2 separate regions of the Oryctolagus cuniculus genome follow, and region 1 is linked to region 2. A link is a contact called in public Micro-C data. All regions are on one chromosome and are shown on one strand. Each heading gives the region's core, a stretch centred on a gene start, on an enhancer-like site or on the middle of the called end of the contact. The rest is flanking DNA. Distances are from core to core; before and after follow the strand shown.

Region 1 (4,264 bases), core at 1,457-3,956, 120 kb before region 2:
AGCAGCGACTTACAGGGGAGGGACCTCGATGGTTCCACTCACCAGCTGCATCAGTCCCTGTGCACTGGTCAGCAGCCACCCCCGCCAGGGTGACGGCGAGGCCACCAGCTACCTAGGCACAGGAGCTGAGCTCCTGGGCCCTGGAGCACTCCCCTGGGACCGCTGGACTAGGTAGCACAAGGTGGTGCTTCCGGCTTACTCCAGCTCAAATGCCTGACTGCATCTCCTGCTCTGGTGTCTACTAGCTCTGCGACTGTGGGCAAGCCACTCGGCCTCTCTCTGCCTCGTCTGCACACTCCTGAGACCGGCACCCATCCTACAGAGTCCTAAGGGCTTCGCAAGTCAGCGCCCGAGCAACTCTTCCATTCCACCCGGGTCCGTGGCAAAGTCCACACACACTTCACCTGTTATTTTGCACCAAAGTAAAAGCAAACACAAACAACCATCCCACTACGCAAAGATGCTCAGAGGCGCTGGAAGCAGCCTTGGAGCGGGGCATGGTGGGGGGGATGCACGCTCCGCCCTCCCCCTGCGCTATGCAGATAACGCCAGAGATAACCCCAGAGGGCGCAGACACAGGGGACGGGTGGTGAGGAGGAAGGAGTTGCAGTGGCTCACTTTCCCCTCCCTAGGACAGCGGTTCGTCCCCCGGGGGCTCCTTCAGTACACAGCCCTGGATCCCACCTGCACACGGAGGAGACTCCGGAAGTGCGCGTCCCTGCCCCGCACGCTGGGCAAGGGAAGGCGAGGGCGTTACTTACAGCGGGTGCCGGGCCTCGGGCAGGGCCCTCTGCAGGGGCAGGCGCTCGCTGAGGGCCTCGCTGAGGCCACGTGGGTCCAGGCCCAGTGGGCTCAGGGCCTCTTCTTCAGACACCTCCACGTCCTCCTCCTCGGCCCCCCAGTCTCTGTCTGGGGCTCCCTCGTCCTGCCTCCTTCGAGGCTGCTTGATGAGCCGGTAGGTGCCCCCTCTCCTGCCGCGGCTCTGGTTCCTTCTGGCCCTGGGGGAGGCCACGGCCACCAGCAGCTCATCCTCCCGCAGGGAGATCAAGGGCGGCAGCCCCTCCAGGGGGCCATACTCTTCACCCTCGGCCTCAGCCTCCAGCACCCACTCCTGGGAGTCCCCGAAGTGCAGGCGGTCCCCAGCATCCAGGCTGCGCTGGCTGGCCGGGGCCGTGCCAGGGTGGCGGGCGGTGTGCGTGGGAGGGTGCAGCATGGCTGCCATCACCAGCATGCAGCCCAGCACCGGGAGCAGCAGGAGGAACTGGAGTCGCTGGCGAGGCCCTGGCCGGTACCGCTTTCTCAGCAGCATGGTGCTAGGACTTGCCAAGTGCAACAGGTCATGTTCAAGTTCACGGTCTTGCCCCTCTCTGGACTCTTTGCAGCTTTCAGCGGTTTTCCAGTTGCTTGTTCCACCTGGAGGGTTTTTGCCAGTCTCTCACCCTGCTCCTTTCCCCCCACCTGGCGTTGGCCAGCTGCCGTGTGTGGGACCTGTTTGCACCCGCAATCAGAAAGCCCCAGGACCCAAGTCCCACCCAAGGCTCTCTGGCTGATTTCTGTAATTGCTTCCTGAAAACCCACGCACGGGGATTTCACATGCAACTGCCCGTTCTCCTGTCGCCCTGCTATTCTCTTTGGGAGAACAATGATGACTCTGCGCTGCTCAGGTGCATGGTCCCATGGGTGCCTTTCGCTCTCTACGAGGATGGGCAGACGTCCGGGGGAGCCGTGGAGTCCCCGTCCAGCAGCGGCCGACGGCCATCCTCCTTTGGACGCCTCAAGTCGGGTCAGATCAACAGATGCGAAGCCGGCAGGCAGCGCCTGATTTCCTTTCACACATGCTCCGCTCAGCCCTGAGCCCTGTGCCAGACGCAGCCCGAGCCAAGCCAAGCCTCGCTCCTGGTCCTAATGCCCTCACTGTTCCCAGGCTGCTTCTTCACACAGCCCGGTGGCGTCCCTGCTGGAACCAGATCACAACAGGAACAGCCCAGGAGTTCGGAACTGAATCTCGTTTGGAGGAAGAATTCATTTAGTACCCAAAGGAGCAGGAAAGAGCAGTCTATTTCCTCGTGGTCCAAAAAGGCTGCATGTGAGACGCGGCGGAACCAGCGGTCTCTCTGTATCCTCAGCCTCCCATAGGTGACCTGCCAAGCTGGAATAGACTCTCTGTCTCTTGCTGGGGACCACAGATGCTGTCCTGGACATGAAGCTCTGGGAAAGATGCACTTGCAAAGCATTTCCGCTCCCGCAGCATCAATGGCCTGCCTACTGTGTACCAGCTCCCTTTAGTCAACCAACCCACATTTAGTGAGCATCTGCTATGTGCTAAAACTGTGCTGGGGACTGAAACAAGAGAGGTGAAGAAAATAGGCAAAAAATGTGCACCTTGGGGAACTTCCCTTCTAGTGGGGGAACAGAGAACTCATTAAAACATCTGGCCAGGAGTTAAGACATGGCTTGGGATGCCTGCATCCCATACCAGAGTGCCTAAGTTTGAGTCTCAGCTTCGCTTCTGATTCCAGCTTCCTGCTATTACAGAGCCTGGGGAGGCAGCAGGTGGTGGTCCAAGTACTTGGGTCCTTGACAGGCACGTGGGACAACTGGATGGAGTTCCAGGCTCCTGGCTTCAGCCCAGCCCAGCTTTGGCTATTGTGGGCATTTGGGAAGTGAACCAGAGAATGGGAGATCTCTCCCTTGCTCTGCCTTTCAAATAAACTGAAAATACATAGATAAACATTGAACATATATGGATGCCAGACCAGAGGGTGAAAAGCACTAGGAGGAAAACATTAGGTAGAGATGGGGGTGGGGGTGGAAATTGGCGCTGAGTTGGGGATGCTGTCAGGAAAGAGCTAGCGATTGTGAGCGACAGGTCCCGCAGCTAACCTGGGAGGAGTGTGCAGGTCACAGAGAACAGCGAGGGGAAGCTTTTGAGGCGAGAGCCGGCTTGGCACCGGAAACAGAGCTGGCAGCGTGCAGCATGTGAGAGACTAAGGGAGAGACAGAGGGGCCACGCAGGACGTCCCTGGAACATTGAAGGGGCTTTGATTTTCCTCTGAGTGGGAGGACACACAGTCGGGCTTGGGTTTGGCCCAGGTCACCCTGACTGCTGGGCTGAGATTAGCCACAGTGGAGCAGGAAGACCAGCCAAGACAGCTCAGAGCTGGGTGGTATTGGGGGAGGAGGTGAGTGGTGAGCCATGTCAGGACACGCTTTAAGGGAGACCCTACAGGACTCGCTGATGAGCTGACGTCGGGCATGAGGGAAAGAGAAGACCCAAGGGCAAGTTCTAGCTTTTGGTTGGATCAGTTGGGAGCAAAGAGCTGCCATCCACTAAGACGGAGAAGACGAGGAGCAGCAGGAAGAGGTGACTCTCGGTGGCTGGTTTGGGGGTGTGTGACAGCCAAGGGGGGAGGACCTGAAGGTCCCGGGGGATGCCAGCACACAAGGGTGGTGTTTGAAGTAGGCACTCCACCAAAGGCCGGGTGTGGACAGGAGGGACAAGGAACCCGGTGCACTCAGAGCCCCCCGGCCTCTGCCTCCCAGGCTGCCACAGGGCAGCTGGCCCCCCGTGAGCTGCATTTCATCTGGAAGTGGTAGGAGTGCAGTGGTGAAAACTGCTGTTGGCGGAATTCCTGCAATGGACTTGCTCGTTGTTCCATTTTGATTTTGATCTTAGAATGTGAGCTCAAAATGATTTTTCTTTTGGCTCAGCTGCTTCGAGTATGCGGTGTGTGCCCATGGATGGGTGTGTCTTTGTGAAGTCAGAGGTGAAAGAGTGGGCTGTATGTAGTTGTTCTCATGTGCATGCACACATGGACATGTGTGTTGTTCTCATGTGCGTGCACATATTAACATGCATGTATGTGTGGTTCTCACGTGCACACACTCATATGTGGTTGGTCTCATGTGTGTGCACATGTGAACATGCATGTATGAGTGTGTCTTCATGAAGCTGGAGGTGAAAGGCTATATGAGTTTGTTCTCATGTGTGTGCACATGAACATGCATGTGTGTGTATCTTTGTGAAGTCAGAGGTGAAACAGTGGGCTATATGTAGTTGTTCTCATGTGCGTGCACATGTGCCCACGTGTGTGGTTGTTCTTATGTGTGCACACATATTAACATGCATGTATGTGTGACTTTCATGTGCACACTTGTGTGTGGCTGGTCTTGTGTGTGTACATGTGAACTTGTGTGCCTTCATGAAGCCAGAGTGGGCTATACGTGGTTATTCTCATGTGCATGTGTGTGTTGTTCTCATGTT
Region 2 (4,230 bases), core at 42-2,541:
GAGGAAGCGTGACGCCTCTGGGGGAGGTTACTGAGTGGGGGAGGATCCTGTTAATTCCTCAGAGGTGAGTTCTGAGGTGGACATAATTTTCCACGCAAAGTTATCTCTCTGGGGTTCCCTCCAAATCTTTGTTTCCTTTGTCCACCTTGGAGCCGCAGCATCTAGCGTGTGGAAAAGCATCATCAGTGTGTGTCTAAGATTATGTGAGGCGCTCAGGGAACGTGGGGATTTGTAACAAATGCAAAACAGCGTAAAGTCAGGAGCTGGTGTAAGTGGAGAGCTCCGTGGCTCTTACGGTTTCAGCCTTCTGTGGATCATCCTTCCAGATCATTCCAGCGGCAACAGATGTCGTCTTACGTTGAAAGACCTCCAAGGTAGATTCCACCAGCTTCTTTCATAGCCTTTCCAGCGTCTGCCAGCTCCCCGACGTTAACCAAGTTCTTCTTGGGACCCAACTAAATGCTGCCAGTGGAAGCCCAGGCCACCCAACCAGGGGAACAAGAGGAAGCTTCCATGCGTCTTTCATACAATCTTCCTTGGGTTTTCCAGATGGTCAGTAAGCCACTGGCACCTGGTGACCCCAGTGGAACAGCATTCTTCAAAATTTGAAGAGGCTGTTGGTAGATGCTCAGAGCTGCACTGGGCCTCCCTCGCCGTTGAGAGATCTTTGCCAGGGAGGAAGGGAGGCAGCTCCAAGTGGCACCTCAAGCTGTGCTTGGTGGAGAGGGCGAGTGGGTGAGCGAGCATGAGCTCCTGTGCCCGTGTAGGCTGTCGGTTCCCACCCCAGCCTGCCCGCTGGTGGCTGCTCCCTGGCACCCTGCTCGGAGGACTGAGCCTCCCCCTCCCCGGAAGGGTCCTCTGACCTTCGAGAAATAGAGACCCAAAGTGCCAAGAAAGCCTCACCCGAGAGGAAAAGGAAGCCACAGAGCTGGGTCAGAGGTAAGGTATCGCGCAGTGATAGGATGCATCTGGCGTCAGTGCTTCCAAGGAAGGAAGTTGGGGGGGTGGGCGGTGATCAGACGCTGCCGGCCCCTGAGAATTTTCCCAGGAGCCTCTGACTGCCCAGACTGCGGCTTGAAAAGTCTCTTCCAGCCCACATCCTTATTCTAATAGAAAGGCAACCCGGGAAAGAGAATGGGAGTGCTAAGAGGGTAGGAGTCTGAACCACAGAGCCTTGGGGGTAGAAGCTGTGTGGGGCTGGACTTGGGGACAGGAGAGCATCCTGGCACAGGTGCCCTGCTCAGGAGCTCACAGGTGGCCCCCAAGGCCTGGGAGGAGGCATCCTTCAGGGAAAGCTGCCGTGTGGGGGGCGGGGGCAGAGCGTGCGTCTGAACCTGAGCGAGCCGGGTCCCCTTCAGCTGCGGCTTGGGCTCTGGGAAGCCGCTGGGGGCCTGGAGCTTTGTCCGCACTCGGTCAGTGGTTGGCTCTGAAGTTTCCACCTTCCGTCCATCAGTGGCACAGGCTCTCCACATCTTCCGGGGTGGGTCGGAGTCTGAAGCTAAATTAGCAGATGAAACTCTTGCCCTTATAAAAAAAAAATGCTCCTTGAAAATCCCTTTAATTACAAACACAGAAATACACTATCTTTTCAAAGGTGTTGATGAGATCTGAGAACCACTGAGGGGGGCCCCATTTACACCAGCCACTTCTGCCAATCCATACTCAGCTCGGGCAGCCCCACGTCTCCTCAAACCACCAGCACTCCTCTTAAATGGTCGTGATCTTAGCTTTTGTTCTGTTGTTCCTGAGGGTTTTTTTTTTTTCAGCTGAACACACACAAATGCGCATAGGTCAATAAGCGCACCACACAGCTCTATCGTAAATGTACCTTTAAAAATACCTGTGGATTTGAAAAGTTTGCTGTGACAAAGGTGACTGGAAGCTCAGGGGAGCCTCCATATGAATTTGCATGGCACTTATTGCAATAGCATCCATGGCGGCTTGCAAAGAAGCAAAGGAAAAGATGGGTGTGTGTGGTGAGACTTGTGGACCAGGCAGCATTAGATGATGCTGGATGCAGATGGTCCATCCGGGCTCTGGGTGCACAGCTGAGACGTTATACGCAGGAACCAAAGGGACGCGGTGCTCTGGACCGCCTTCCCCCTCAACGAGACACGTCCGTGCCTCCGTGCCCTCCAGACAAGTGCACCCTCGCTGGCCCAGACAGACACTTTGGCTTTCAACTCACACTTTAAAAGAATGAGCTTTGAACAAAAAAAAATGATGTTCATATTTACTGCCTTGATTCTAATTTTACTTTGTCATTCATAGGCTATTGTGTGCATTGCTGCCCGTAGGCCTACCTTGGAGGTAGACAATGTGCCCATTCGTCAGGTGCAGACACTGAGCCGCCACTGTGTGGGATCAGACAAGCTAAACCATGCAACAGCTGGACCCAGAATCTGTGTTTTCTGATCCAAAGTCTGTCAAGGTTCAAAAAACCACATAAACCAAAATGAACTTTAAGCATCATTGTGCCCTTTCCCTGAGGGCCTGTTTGTTTTTGTCTGACACAAAGGAATGGCCTATGTGACCACTGAACTTCCCTCCTGGTCCTAGAATAGTTCTTGCAATTTTCAACCCAGAGTTCTGCAGGCTGCGGCTCACCTGACCCTGTTCGTTGGCCCCCTCTGGTGGTCATTACAGAAATGGCAGATTGTGGAGCAACCGCGGGGGGCGGTGTTTTCATCAATGGCTGCCTCTTCATCAATAGTGCATTCATGCAAATGGCATCTGCAAGTGCCAGGCTCTGCACTGGGGCATACGTGAATAAACAAGGTAGCGCGTGCCCCCCGAGGGTGGGAGAGACGAGTGAATAGATGATTACGTCTTGGAGAGGTGTGCAGGAAATTGTGGGCATAGGGGATGGGGGTGTGGGGGACAGGAGTTAGGACAGGGCAGGCAGTGCCTGAGCTGAGTCATGAAGAACAGATAGGAGTAGGGACTGGGAGGAGGCATTGGGCATTCAGGGAGCTTCCAGGCTGTGAGATGAAGATGTTGGATTCAGAACACGGGTTCCAAGCAGTGGGATCAAAGACATTGGCTGGGCCAGAGGATGAAAGTTCATTTCTTTCTTTCTTTTTTTTTTTTTTTTTTTTTTTTTTTTAAATTTTTTTTTTGACAGGTAGAGTGGACAGTGAGAGAGAGAGACAGAGAGAAAGGTCTTCCTTCGCCGTTGGTTCACCCTCCAATGGCCGTCACGGCCGGCGCGCTGTGGCCGGCGCACCGCGCCGATCCGATGGCAGGAGCCAGGTGCTTCTCCTGGTCTCCCATGGGGTGCAGGGCCCAAGCACGTGGGCCATCCTCCACTGCACTCCCGGGCCACAGCAGAGAGCTGGCCTGGAAGAGGGGCAACCGGGACAGAATCCAGCGCCCCGACCGGGACTAGAACCCGGTGTGCCGGTGCCACAAGGCAGAGGATTAGCCTAGTGAGCCGCGGCGCCGGCCCTCTTTTTTTTTTTTTTTTTTTTTTTAAGATTTATTTGAAAGGCAGAGTCACAGTCACAGAAAGAGAGAGGGAGAGAATCTTCCATCCACTGGCTCACTCCCCAAATGGCCGCAATGACTGGGGCTGGGCCAGGCCAAATCCAGGAGCCAGGAGCTTCTTCTGGGTCCCCTATGTGGGTACAGGGGCCCAAGCCCTTGGGCCATCCTCCACTGCTTTCCCAGGAGCATTAGCAGGGAGCTGGACTGGAAGCGGAACAACTGGGACTCAAACCGGTGCTCATACAGGATGCTGGAGCCTTAGGCAGTGGCTGTACTCACTAAGCCACAGCTTAGGTCATTATACATCAGAGGAGCATTTGACCTTACATCTCCTAGGCTAATGTCCCCAAGCATTTTTGATCATGTTTCCCAAAACAATAAAAATATTTAAGCATGCATTCACCACATATAACTGTTTGTTCATTTATACACTTCGTGCTCAGGCGCTGTGGTGTAGTGGTTCGGTGCATGGGCTCTGGAGCTACACTGACCAGGCCCCTGTCCTGGCTTTGTACGGCCTGGACGGAGTCCTCTCTCTGCCTCGGCTGCCTCATCTATAAACTGAATTGATCCCTGGAAGGACTTGGGACAATGCCTGGTTACTTGGGAAAGGTTCTATCCACTGGTGCTACTACAGCTGCCTACTATTAGGTGCTATTATAAAGCTAGCGTTGAGAATTAAAACCAAGTCGGGGCTCCATCTGGCCCCAGGAAGTGTTTTAACATATACACACTTCCGGTGGT

Evidence for each region. A called contact is a pair of places that touch in the nucleus more often than the background predicts.
Region 1: a contact with region 2 is called in a Micro-C map of ear pinna, with 4 times the contacts expected there. The contact joins the promoter of GALNT15 here to the enhancer-like site in region 2. A contact is called at or near these places in 6 of 6 Hi-C or Micro-C datasets (ear pinna, embryonic fibroblasts, liver and 3 more).

The regions. Positions count from the first base shown.
Region 1 is chr4:151,750,945-151,755,208 of mOryCun1.1, reverse strand. It overlaps GALNT15 (polypeptide N-acetylgalactosaminyltransferase 15), which reads right to left and starts at 2,706. Exons shown (of 10, transcript XR_011388396.1): 1 at 762-2,706.
Region 2 is chr4:151,629,787-151,634,016 of mOryCun1.1, reverse strand. No RefSeq gene overlaps it. Among named protein-coding and RNA genes, the nearest start is that of GALNT15, 120 kb to the left of the region's middle. Within about 2 kb of position 1,291, at least 4 of the 8 cell types and tissues checked have an H3K27ac peak or open chromatin away from gene starts, as enhancers often do. A contact at or near this core is called in ear pinna, where this site is marked.